Linked DNA regions of Mus musculus: regions 2, 3 and 4 are each linked to region 1. Evidence: chromatin contacts called from public Hi-C, HiChIP or PLAC-seq and promoter capture Hi-C data. All regions are on one chromosome and are shown on one strand. Each heading gives the region's core, a stretch centred on a gene start, on an enhancer-like site or on the middle of the called end of the contact. The rest is flanking DNA. Distances are from core to core; before and after follow the strand shown. Region 1 holds the start of Nup155 (nucleoporin 155). Region 2 holds the start of Prkaa1 (protein kinase, AMP-activated, alpha 1 catalytic subunit). Region 3 holds the start of Ptger4 (prostaglandin E receptor 4 (subtype EP4)). Region 4 holds the start of Ttc33 (tetratricopeptide repeat domain 33).

Region 1 (3,305 bases), core at 677-3,176:
CAATGCACATAGGAAATGAAGTGGAAATACAAAAGGGAAGAATAACTTCTTTGACAATGACAATGTGAGTGGTCAAGAAAATTTTCAAAGAAACTAAAGACTTCCCTTTTTTGGAGCAGGGTCTCACTTTATTGTTCTGGTCAGAACTCACTATGTATTCGGACTGACCTCAAACTCAAAGAGATCTCGCTGCCTCTGTCTCCAAGAGCATGAAATTAAAAGCATGTAGCACCATGCCTGACTTAGAACTAGGGTCTTTTACTAAGAACTGGATGGAACCAGGCTTCCATGTCCATGCCTTTAACCCAGCACTTCAGGGGCAGAGGAAGGCAGATCTCGGACGGAGTTCCAGGACAGCCAGGGCTATCAGAGAAAACTTGTCTGGGAGGAGCCTGTTAGGCAGAGGGGGGAAAATGCTAGAAGGGAAAGGGATTAGTATGAGGAGGAAAGTATATTAAAGAGATTACACATTTGAGAGGATCAGAAAGCAAAGCGGGGGTGGGAGGGGGTTGGACATATGAAGACAATAGCAGCTAATAGGTCAAGCAAGTTTTTATAAAATTTTGGACCCTGCTCCAAAAAAGGCAAGCTCATTTGCTAATACTTGTCAAGTACAAAGACTATCTTTGCTTCTGGTATTTTTCTTTTCAGTTTTCCACGACAGGGTTTTTCAACGACCCCACCCCCCCCCAGGGTTTCTCTGTATAGCCCTGGCTGTCCTCGAACTCAGAAATCCGTCTCCCTCTGCCTCCCAAGTGCTGGGATTAAAGGTTTTTCTGTGTAGCTTTGGCAGCTGTGGAGCACCCTCTATAGACCAGCCTAGCCTGGAACCCACAGAGATCCGCCTGCCTCAGCCTCCCAAATGCTGAGATTAAAGGAATGGACAACCACTATCTGGCTGCTGTCAGTATTTCTGGTTAAAAAAATAAAAATCTCTTAATAGATTTTTACAAGTCATTGCTCATGTGCTTTGGGCTACTTTTGATTGATTATTCTGTTTAAGTTACTCCCACCCATTTTTTTTTCTCACCAAGTCTCACCTGCATGTTACATTTCTGTTTTTCTCCAACTTTCATTTCACAAGAAACATTTTGTAGCAACTAATGCAACTCCACAAACCTTTAGCTGGTAACAAGTTTTAAAAGTTAAGGCAAATTCTTCCAAATTATCTCCTCTGTTGGCAGATAAACTTAGTTCTGCTCTCCCTGTCAGTTAGCCTTCTGACCCCTATATTTCTTTCCTAGTTAGTCCCGGCACTCACAAATATACTAACTCTACACGTATGACATGACTCTGAGAGAACGCGGCAGATTTCCAAATTAACTCGCTTGCTTTTCTGAGCGAGCATTATCGAAGCAAAAAATGCACAGAAATGGAATCTGGATCAGAGGATTCTTCTCATTTGGACTTAATGAGTTTGCTCTTACCTCCTCGAGTATCTACAGTAAATAAAGTGTAGACAAGAAGAAATAAGCAATAAAAGCTAAAAGTCGGTTGCTGTTTGTCGTGTTTTCAAGAAACCAAGCCCTAATCTCTGAATGTTCACGAGGGCACCAACGTACAGAGAAGAAGACAGGGGAATCGGACTAGAATCCTATGGTGGGGAAACAGAGCGTCCAGTGGACCGATCACTCACTTGGGGCCGACACCATGAGCAGCTCAGAAAGGTCCGGGTACATGCGGTCTTCTTGCAACTGTCGATCGATAAGCCTCCCCGCGTTTTCCAAAGCTTCCTGCAGGGAGGCGGCGGCCGACGTAGAGGCCACCATCATAGAGCCCAGCACCGATGGCATGTCGGCAATCGTGGCCACCGCCTTATAGAAACACTCCAAACCCGTGGAGAACCGTGAGAAAAACGAAGAGAGCCCAAAACCGCTCCTCGGAACGCGCGCGGAAAACGAATAACTGGGCGCCAGGTCATGACGCACTTCCGGTTCGTCCTCCCCGGCACTGGAAGACGCCGCTTCTGGGACGGGAAGAGGAAGCAGTTGAGTGTCGGACATTGGCGAAGGCGTGAGGGAGGAGACTAGAGTTGAATTTGGAGATGGCCTAGGGAAGGGAGGAGGAGAAGGGAAGAGGATACGGGAGAGGGGAGGGGACTGGGGGCGGGGCGGGGGGGAGAGGGAAGAGGAACTTCGGGTGCTGGAGTGGGGTTGATGTCCCCTTGCGGTCGCCTGTGCGGTGGTGACATCGCGCGTGCTGATTCTTTGCTTTGAGCCCCACCCCCAGTTTGGAATGTGGCGACGGCTGAAGAGTGGCACACATCCATTACCGTGGTTCCCTGATAACTTCTAACAGTAGTTAGAAATTGATCGCTAGTTCCAGAAAGTTTACCTGTGAGCCAGAAACTCACAGCGTTTCAAATAATGGGGGTGAATTAAGAATTCATTGGATTGCTGGGCGGTGGTGGTGCACGCCTTTAATCCCAGCACTTGGGAGGCAGAGGCAGGCGGATTTCTGAGTTCGAGGCCAGCCTGGTCTACAGAGTGAGTTCCAGGACAGACAGGGCTACACAGAGAAACACTGTCTCAACCACCACCCCCCCCCCCGGCCCCCAAGAAAGAATTTATTGAATTTTCCCATGTGCGTGTCTGGGTCATTGGCTTTGTGGCTTTGCGAAATTTTTTGGTTGGAGGTCAGCGTTGGACGGTGTCTCATGCCTGTTAATACGCGTCCTATGGTTTCGGCAAAAGGATTACTGTGTCATTTGGTGAGTTCCAGATAGCGTGCTACGGAATGTGTTCCTAACTCAAAACAAACAGAGGCGGGAAGGGAGATACTGTGTGATGGGTCCTGCCAGCGGATTTAGGAAGTGGAGGCAGGAGGATAAGTTCATCCTCGGCTGTGTGGCAAGTTTGTAGTAAACTTGAGAGTCTGTCTCAAGAAAAAGAAGAAAAAAGTGTTTGTTCTTGCTGTATACCTTTCTCCCTTGTTGCCTTGGGAGAACACTCATCTGATCCATCTGTTCTCATCTCAGAGCACAAGGATATTAAATAATGGATGCATTCAACAGATGGTCTGATTCTAGGAAACCGAGTATGTACTGTGTCAGGAATCGTGCCTGCTGTTGGGAATACCAAATTACTACACTTTTACAGAGACAAAGTAAATGCCTCTCAAGGTCCAGGCATAGAGGCAGGCACCTGTAGTTGGAAGCCAGACTGGGCTATGTACTGAGACCTTTCGAAGAATCAGCCTGCCTCCATCTTACGTTTAAAAGACAGCTTACAATAAAAAACAAACTAGGTTCATGCCTGTTTATAATCAAACCTCTGTTTCTCAGGGATTAGCCTATGCCCCGCTCC
Region 2 (3,345 bases), core at 481-2,980, 3.0 Mb after region 1:
AATGGCGGACTGGATGCCACATTCATTCCAAGCAGGGCCTTCGGAAGGAGCCTTCTGAGTTCAAGTCTGCCTTATCACTTCCATCAGAGCCTTAATTAGCACTTCTTACCACCTCTAATGGCAAACAAGGATGCCTAGCTAAAGGTAAACAAAACACTGGAAGAGCTAGCTGCCTGTTAATGCCAACTACTTAGGAAGCTGAAGCACGAAGAATAACAAGTTCAAAGCCAGCCTGGACAGCATTGTAACACTCTCTCGAAATAAATAAATGCATGCATGCATAAAAAGAGACAAAGCAAAACCCTGAGAGTGTTCACGAACACTGGCTGAACCATGATCAGTGCTAGGCCCTAGACCACACCTACTCCTCCTTCACACTGTCTGGCTTGCTGATTTTCCTAGGTAGGTTTAGGCATTTGCTCCCCTGAGGGTAACACAGCAACTTTCCGTTTAGGACTGGGAAAGGGCAAGAGAAGGAAGGGCTCTTTCTGCCCTCCTGGGAGAACGGAGCTCAGTTAGCTTGCTGTGTAATTTGACAAACTTTTTCACTTCAATCAAATATCTACTAAGGAGCTTACTATATATGCAGGCCATAGTCTATTATTTCTCCAAAACCAATGTATGAATTATTTCTTATCAGCTCCAAACTTCCTTCCTCTAAATACTTAATAGCAGGCTTAAATATTTTAAAGGGGAAAAAAGTCCACCTCACAAAGGTTGTAATCAGAATTTTCCTTGTCACAGGTGGTGGGCTAGAGTAGTTAGTTGAAGACAGAATGCTTGTGCTTTTGCTAAGGCGGTAACAGGGGATTCTACCAAAACGAACAAAAAGTCCAAATGATGTGCACTGAATTACTAAAATATAAATATACTGTGAGAATAAACGGAAACTATACCTATAAGCTAATAAATACCATCTGGAGTTAACATATGCCCTACCTACCAGGTATAGCTCTCGGAAACCGCAAAACTTCCGAAAACGGAATCACTTAAAAGCAGCATCTGCATCCAACTGTAAACCACGCATAGGAAACACCGCGCCAGTTCACAGGCATATGCATCAAAAGTCCTGACGGAGATCAATAGTCCTAACAAGGGCATTACTATTTCTGAAAGGTATCTCCACAGCTACCTTGCTTTTGGAAGAACACATTTCGATTCAGGAAACCGAAGAAGCACTTTAGTCCACAACCTCCTAAAAGCGAGGCAGCGACAACTCCGAGGACCGCCAGGGCGCGATGGGCTGGCTCTGCGCCAAGGGCACACAGGGGATCAGAAGACCACAAGAGACCCCCTCGTCCGCGCCGGGCGCCCCCGCGCGCTCAGTGCCCAACTCCCTCGCCTGGGAAAGTTGCACCCAGAGCCATCCCCGCCCCTCCGGCGCCGCGCCGTCGCCATGGCGACCGCCCCCACCCCACCGCGGCGGACCCCACAGCTCTGCAGCCCGCGGCAGCCTCGGGCTCCGCTCCCAGCGCCGCCCGGACCGGGGATACGGAGCCCAGACACCCGGAAGGCGGGCGCGGGGGAGGATGCGGAGTGCGAAAGGCGCAGTCGCTCGCCGTTCGCCGGGTCCGCGCTGGCCCGGGCGTCCTCACCCTTCACTTTCCCGAAGGTGCCGACACCAAGCGTGTCCCCCAGGATGTAGTGGCCGATCTTCACCCGCCCGTCGTGCTTCTGCTTCTCGGCCGTCGCCATCTTTCTCCAGGAACTGAGTCTGCGCATGGCGCCGCGGGAGGGGGCGGAGGGGGCGGGCAGGGCCGCGCCGGGGGCGGGCGGGCGCCGAGGGGGTGGGGACGCGGGTGCGCCGCGGTGGGGCGCAGTCGCCGGCCACCGCCCGCGCAGGCCCCGCAGTCCCCGCAGCCGGCCGCCGAGCGCACTCGCTCCCCCTGGCGGGCTAGGCGGCGGGAGCGGCGCCGGTACTCGCCTCGGCGCCCCGCATCCCTCTGCGCGCGCCCGCGCTTCTGCGCGCGGGAGGGCTTCCCCCGCCGCGGAGCCGACCGCGGCCACCCGAGGGTCTGTGGGTGCGGTACAGCACCCCACCCCCGTAATTCCCAGGAGGACGATGCTTGCTTACACGTTGCCCGGGGATAGCGCGGCGTGCTTTGAAACAAGACAGGGGACACCGCCCTACCACTGACTTGAAATCTTGATTTTCATCTCATCTCGGTGTCATCTGGAAGCCAAGGGTGTTTTCACTTGCACTTTTAATACTTACCACTGCTTTAAACAAAAAAAAACTCTGAGCCAGTAAATTACTATGGGACACCGCACATCCTGGAGAGACTTCCTAGGAAATTTGCTACCGTCAAATTTCCCCTGTGGAATGTGTGTGAGCTATGTGAATTCCAGAAAGAGGTGTTATCCCGAACTTATCGTGTTTAGAAACTAATATTTTTACATTTTCAATAAAATGTACATTTTCAGTCCACTTGAAAAAGTGTGTTGTTTGTATAAATGGAGCCATATCCAGTCACCAAAGAAGTGTGTTTATTTGTAACAGGATTTTGAAGTGAATCTGTTACTCAGTTCTAACAATAGGTAAAAATATATATGTCATCCTTCGATTTTGCAATTTGAATCTCTATCAATGTCGATGGAGAAAAAGGATGGAGTTTTGTTTTTGTGGTTTTTTTTTTTTTTTTTTTTTTTTTTTTGGAGACGAAAAATGTCATTTTTCTTTGGGATGAAAATTACCAACACTCCTAGTTTTCCCATATTCTGGCTTATGACATCAAAGCAATGTAACATCAAACGCTTTTGTTCCAAGAAAAAGTATTCAGGGGGAAGAAAGCTGCTTTAAGGTTTGAGCAATAGTTCTCAACCTTCTTAATGCTATGACCCTTAATACAGTTCCCCATGTTGTGGTGACCCGTCTCCCATCATAAAGGTATTTTCAATGCTATTTCATAGCTTTTTTTTTTTTTTGCTACTTTTATGAATCGCAATGTAAATATCATTGTTTCCTGATGATCTAAGGGGGTTGATCCCGTAGTGGGTCGTGACCCACGGGTTGAGAAACACCTGCTTCTCCGCCAAGAACAATAACTGGGAGCAATCTTCGTTAATCAACTCTCTATTTTACAAGGATTACTATAAGGCAGAAATAGCTCTGGATTCTCTCAAGGAGGGGGAAACCCTTTCAATTCTCCCACCCCTTGATCTGGCATTTTAAGTTACTTCACATTTGCCCAGGAAGGTTCTACTGTTTCTTTTAATCTACAAGAAATCAGTGGTCTCAGGCTGTAGCTCGTTTGGTTGAGTGCTGGCCTGGCGTGCTGGGTTAGATCCTCAGTAGCCTATAAAAGTGAGAATGATGACTCATGCCTGCCATCCCAGCACTCTGGG
Region 3 (3,118 bases), core at 386-2,885, 2.9 Mb after region 1:
TGAACATCACCACTGACTTTTTTTTTTATCAGCTAAGAATGCTTTCCCTTCTGATGTTCCTGATGAAAAGGCTTGCACACGAAATGTATTTTGATACCCACATGTTCCCTTATACAAGTAAACACAATTCTGAGTACTTCTCTAGGCTGAAGTTAGTTGAAATCGTAAAATCTTGGTTCTCTCACTACTCGTTTGTTTCTGAGGCTTGCTGAAGAATCATAAATTCTTGGCAGATTTAAAAAAAAAAAAGATTTATTTATGTGAGTACACTGTAGCTATCTTCAGACACACCAGAAGAGGGCATCAGATCTTATTACAGATGGTTGTGAGCCACCATGTGGTTGCTGAGAATTGAACTCAGGACCTCTGGAAGAGCAGTCAGTGCTCTTAACTGCCGAGCCATCTCTCCAGCCCCCATAAATAACAGTAGAGGCATACCTACTTGTTTCACACAAGATTCAAGCCACCTAGTTACCCGGTTAGATGCTAAGCATGGAGTGAGGTTTTTGTAAGAAGTTGAATTGTTCAGAAAACCATACTACAGTCTCATTGTGTAGTTTTTAAAGGATCTGGTGACAGGGTTTTAATTGCCCCCTGGTGTTTTCCGATCTTAAATTCTGTTTTTTAGGAGAATAGTTGATAATTAAGAAATGATTGTTCCTCATCAAAGAAGAAGCCGAACAAACTATAAACCAAAGAATAGGGAAAGGCAAATAGACCTTTTCCGAGTTAACAAAGAGGCAACGCCTGGAAATTCGTTAATTTGCTTGAATTTCAAACCCCTCTCATCCCGCAGGTGAAGATGGCTAGCAGAAACTGAACAGGAAAGCACTTGTTTCAGCCTTCCTGAGGAAGAATGCTCTCTCTCTACAGTTAAACAGTCCCCCTCAACTAAATCTCAGGTGTGCCTGTGGGCCACAGGTCTCCAAAGAAAGCCCTAAACTCTGCCATCTAAGTGAGAAGTTGCAGTTCCGTGTTGCTCGCCTTCCTCCCCGCCTCCGCTTTGGTGCCCTATTGAGCGCAGCTAGGGCACTGCCAAGTAACTCCTTTTATGGTGAGAGGATGGATTCTTAGTCGCCTCCCCGCCCAAGCCTGGTACCTACTCACCGTGCCTCTGCCAAGTCCCACCCGGAGCTCTCGGGCGTACACACCCACGGACAACCACACACCCACTTTTCCTCTCCGCTCTGTGGCTCCCGGGTAGAGCCCTAAAGCAATTGTCCCGACATCTCAAGACCCACATGTTTGATCTGTGGGTGGAAGATGCGAGAATTTAACCACTCTAACCCGCAGAGCAATGTAGACCAGACACAGGTCCCAGCATCATTCCCGCTAAATGCCCAGCTTGGGAGTGGCGAAGCTCGAGCTGGCGTTTCCTGGGGACTCGATCTGGGGGGTTTCGGTACCTTCGAGGGAGGGAAGGCACTGAAGCTGCACCCGCAGCCGGGTGGCACCCCCGCAGGTCCCTCCAGACCTCCGCAGCTCTCCGCCCCGCCCTCCATCACCGGGCTCCTAGGCGGTGCTAGAGGAGGTCTCGCCCCGCCCCCTTTCCAGATCAGCCAATGGAAGCCCGGGCCGCGCTATGACTGTCTCCGCCCCCTCCGGGGAAACTTGCGGGAGGAGAAAAGTTTGTTCAGAGGCTGGAGACGCCGAGAGCGAAGCTCGAAACCCGGCAGCGGGAGAGGAAGATGAACGGCCTCAGGTCAGAGCCCCAGGCCCAGTGGACCCCGTGCCGCCCCCAGAGCCCAAGGAGCGGCCTCAGCGGCAGCCGCCTTCTCCGGTAGCTGTCCGTTCAGCCCGCTGCTGGGGAGGAGGGAGCCCGGACCTACGCTCTGTTCCACCTGCACGCGTGGCGGCGACACACCTGGACGCTGACCTCCCGCACTAGACCTGCGCGGGCCCTGCAAAGCTGAGACTCGCCTTTGAAAGGAGGAGGCGTTAGTAAATCAAACAAGAAACCCCAGACTGGTCTTCACCGACCCATCCCGCTAGCCTCTCTGGCTTTCCAAGCTTTTTTGAAAGCAAGATACTCTGACCTCAGTTCCGGAAAGTTGGCAGCCACCGAGCCCCGGTTCCGAGACAGCAAAAGCTTGACAAGTTCCGCACTGCGTGGGAAGAGACTGATGGCTGAGGTTGGAGGTAGGTCCTGAACATCTGAGGCCTGAGCCTTGGGCACACCGGGCTCCTAACCCCACCCTACAGGTAAGTCGGGATGGAGGTCTTTGCGTGTTCAGGCGCTCTTCCGGGAAACCAAAGAACAGAATGTCCCATAGTGTCCCAAAATGTCCATAACTTCTTTCGATGAGCATTTTATCCATTCTGTGGGGAATATCACTAGGGAGTCACTTTTCCCTTGAGAAGGGTCTTGCTCATCTCGGCGAGGGAATGAGCTGATTATGGAGCGGTGGGGGTGGGGATAGGCGGGAAATAAATATATTAATGTCAGCAGAGCGGTGCTCTTGACAGAACGGATCCAGACCTTGGGAATTTAAGTAGTCACAGTTAATGAGTAGCTACCGATGAGGAAGTTGGATCTGGGTGCTCTCCTTATCTCTGCGACACAGCATTTTGGCCATGGGTCGAACACCTTGCAAGTGGTAAATGGCTCGTTTCTCTTTCTCTCTAGGTACCATTCCTAGATCGAACCGTGAGCTCCAACGCTGTGTGTTACTAACCACCACCATCATGTCCATCCCCGGAGTCAACGCGTCCTTCTCCTCCACTCCGGAGAGGCTGAACAGCCCGGTGACCATTCCCGCAGTGATGTTCATCTTCGGGGTGGTGGGCAACCTGGTGGCCATCGTAGTATTGTGCAAGTCGCGCAAGGAGCAGAAAGAGACGACCTTTTACACTCTAGTATGTGGGCTGGCTGTCACTGACCTTCTGGGCACCTTGTTGGTAAGCCCGGTGACCATCGCCACATACATGAAGGGCCAGTGGCCCGGAGACCAGGCACTGTGTGACTATAGCACCTTCATCCTACTTTTCTTCGGTCTGTCGGGTCTCAGCATCATCTGTGCCATGAGCATCGAGCGCTACCTGGCCATCAACCACGCCTACTTCTACAGCCACTACGTGGACAAGCGGCTGGCCGGCCTCACACTCTTCGCCATCTATG
Region 4 (2,927 bases), core at 264-2,763, 2.9 Mb after region 1:
AAAAATAAATAAATGTATGCATCTGAGAAAGATGAAAAAAAAAATCTAACAAGTCCTTGTGGAGATTAGAAACGACTTAATAATGAAGAAACAGCAAGCGGTATCAAGGGCCTACTAAAGTGAAAAAGCAGGAATGTGTTACCAGTTTATAATACCAAGTTTATATTTTCTCCCAAACTGCCTGTGGACAAGGAGACTGAACTCAATTACAATACCGGTAAGTGCTATCAAGCGTGATCCAATGACCTGTCAGACAAACGCACACTAGTGTCTGCATGAAAGTGAGCTTTAGAGAATAGAAGCTGGCCAGGCTTAAAAGAGGGAAGACTCCTGGCATGTGTGAACATCTTCCCCAAGGAAAATGTAATGCTCTGATCTGATCCGGGATCTGAAATGCTACTGGGGAGAAAATACAGACAATAGTCAATTAATGATTCGGGACTCCCCTTCTCGGTGATTAAAATGTCCTAACATCAATTGGTATAATGGCACGATTTTGTGAACAGCAATAACGGTTACTGAGTCATAGACTCTATTAGGAGGAGTTGTATAACACGCCACTTACATCTCAACTAAACTGTTTTCATCTTACGCTATGAGCTTCTTGTGCCTCTAGGCTGTGCTTGTAATTAGTACTCACTAAAAACCGCGTACAGAAGGAGCTTTGCTTGATCTGTACCTGGATGGATAAGGCACCAAGCTTCTTTCCAACCCGATAACAGATCAAGTGGGTAAATCACAACTGTAAAGGTTTCGTGCTAACTCTCATCTGGAGTTAAAAGTCTACGTGCTCTACAGAACGATGAGTGGCATTAAGATTCTAAACATGTACGATGCTCTCCACCGCAACCGCTCGACTTGACCCTTTACCGGGCCATAAATAAGCTGGGTGCTTGCCACAGAGTTAAAAACGTCCTCCTGAACTGACTGCGTGAGAGGATGCGGCCACCCAAGATGGAAAAACACCGGCCGGAGGTAGAGAATCACAACAACCACCCTCCGAACAGGAGAGATGAATCCGCAGGTGAAGAACGAGAGAAACGGATTCCCTTAAAATGCTACCCGAGGAGAACACAGGATTCAAAACTGGCCCCTGCCTCGGCTGCAATAAAAATGAGCTCCGGCCATAGCAGCTCCTCGGGCGGCCGGGCCGGCACCCAGAACCCTGCCACCGCGCCCCGCGCCCCGTGCCCAGGTCGGAGGCACGCCCCAGGGCTCTGTGGACCTCACCGGGCCACCCTCGGCCCTCCCTCCCGCACGCAGCAACCCTCAGCCCTGTCTACCGCCTACCCGCAGCCAGTTACCTGAAAACACTCTGTGGTGCCGTGTTTACATTCCACGTGCCCTTTGGCACCGGAAACGGAAACTATTCTGCCGGGATTCTAATCTGCCTTGCCTGCCTGTGCTTCCCGATTCTTTATTTTAAAAAAAAAGCATGAAATCATCCTGGGACGTTCTAAAGTCCAGCAAGGCGGACAGAAGAAAAGAAGACTTTCTTACCCGCCAGCGCCCTTCTGCAGGACCACTAATCCCAGAAGTCACTGCGGCGCCCTAGGGACTATGGGATTTGTAATAAAGACACCAGACGAAGCGCCCTCTAACTGCAGCCGGGAATGGACTCCCGTGTTTGAGGTTGTGCTTTGCAATACACACAGTCCTCAGGTAAATAAATGGCTTACCGCCTAGTCTGACCGGCCTAGCCGCTGAAGGGTCTGTGAGATGCAGAAGGGGGGGGGGGGGGGGGGGGGCGGAGACTGAGCTGAAATAAGTGCAAAGGGTGCTGGCTTGTTTGTGTCAACTTGACACAAACATATACTTAGCTATAAAACAGGGAATCTTAACTGAGAAAATGCCTGTAGGGAAATCTATGCGGGCATTGTCTTGATGAATGATTGATGTGGGAGGACCCAACCCATTACAGGCAGTGCCACACCCTTGGCAGGTGGTCTGGCCCAAGGGGAAGCTAACTGAACAAGCCTTAAAAAGGACCAATTACTGCCCTGCTTGAGTTTCTACCTTGATTTCCTTCTATAATGTGAAACTAGACGCTGATATAACCCCTTTCCGCCCCGAGATGACTTTGGTCATGGTGTTTTATCCCAGCAACAGAAACCTTAAGTAAGAGCCGATCAGGGAGGATTGGGCTGAACTGCAAGCTTCCTGTGAGAATCCACAGCAGAGCCTGAAAGTAGCACCTGTCACTTCTTACAAGTAAATTAGCAGGCTGATGTTAACAATGGGGCACACTGAGGGAATTGAAAACTCCTTAAGTTTATCCACATAGCTGTGCTACACAAAGCCAAGATCGATTTATGGAGACCACGCTTTTTCAACGCGCCACCGCATGTCTTACTGGCTAGTTATTTGTTGAGGTAAACTGATAAGTTATTTCTCCACTGGTAAAATGAGCCAATTCAAGCCAGATTAAAATATATACAACTGCAGGTTTATTAAGAAGCTGCTCTCGGGCAGGTGAGTTCACTGGCCCCAAGGAAGGAGGCCAGAAAAGGGAGAGAAGAGGAAGAGAAAGAGAGCCCTCAGGCTAAGACAAGGGGGCAGGGGAGATGGGGAGGGAGAAAACAAAATGGATTATATAGCAAAGATCCTCTGGGGGAAGGGAGTCCAGGCCCTGTGCTGAAAATTCAGGATTGGGGGCCAGTTATACTAGGGACTGAGGGATGCTGGGAGAACCAGGAGGCCAGGTCTGCTTTGGTATGTAAAATATACACCTAAGTTGTTTGTTCCTGGGTCTGAAACCAAACAGAAACATGGTAGGATTCTGAGATACCATTAGTAATACTCCCCTCCCCACCTCCCACCCCCATCCCCATCCCCACCCCCCCCACACACACATACATTACCAAAAGGACTACTAACTTCTTTCTCTCCAAAATGTCAAATAGTCCCTGAAGGGACACTCTTACCCA

The links. Hi-C and Micro-C count contacts between places; a contact is called where the count stands out from the background. HiChIP or PLAC-seq counts read pairs in DNA pulled down with a chosen protein or histone mark. Capture Hi-C pulls out chosen DNA fragments and counts their contacts.
Region 2: a contact with region 1 is called in an H3K27ac HiChIP or PLAC-seq map of embryonic stem cells, with 11 times the contacts expected there. The contact joins the promoter of Prkaa1 here to the promoter of Nup155 in region 1. A contact is called at or near these places in 3 of 115 datasets of contacts at active chromatin or transcription factors (all in embryonic stem cells).
Region 3: a contact with region 1 is called in a Hi-C map of CD8 T cells, with 7 times the contacts expected there. The contact joins the promoter of Ptger4 here to the promoter of Nup155 in region 1. A contact is called at or near these places in 4 of 39 promoter capture datasets (hippocampal neurons, liver and pre-B cells), 1 of 484 Hi-C or Micro-C datasets (CD8 T cells) and 1 of 9 other capture datasets (adipose tissue).
Region 4: a promoter capture Hi-C map of adipose tissue shows a contact between it and region 1, with 4 times the contacts expected there. The contact joins the promoter of Ttc33 here to the promoter of Nup155 in region 1. A contact is called at or near these places in 1 of 115 datasets of contacts at active chromatin or transcription factors (astrocytes) and 2 of 9 other capture datasets (adipose tissue and liver).

What each region holds. Positions count from the first base shown.
Region 1 is chr15:8,107,934-8,111,238 of GRCm38.p6, reverse strand. Nup155 (nucleoporin 155) reads right to left here and starts at 1,926. Exons shown (of 35, transcript NM_133227.3): 1 at 1,637-1,926. The coding sequence starts at 1,793.
Region 2 is chr15:5,142,246-5,145,590 of GRCm38.p6, reverse strand. It overlaps Prkaa1 (protein kinase, AMP-activated, alpha 1 catalytic subunit), which reads right to left and starts at 1,730. Exons shown (of 9, transcript NM_001013367.3): 1 at 1,596-1,730. The coding sequence starts at 1,722.
Region 3 is chr15:5,242,704-5,245,821 of GRCm38.p6, reverse strand. Ptger4 (prostaglandin E receptor 4 (subtype EP4)) reads left to right here and starts at 1,635. Exons shown (of 3, transcript NM_008965.2): 1 at 1,635-2,139; 2 at 2,627-3,118. The coding sequence starts at 2,124.
Region 4 is chr15:5,184,146-5,187,072 of GRCm38.p6, reverse strand. Ttc33 (tetratricopeptide repeat domain 33) reads right to left here and starts at 1,513. Exons shown (of 5, transcript NM_026213.3): 1 at 1,305-1,513.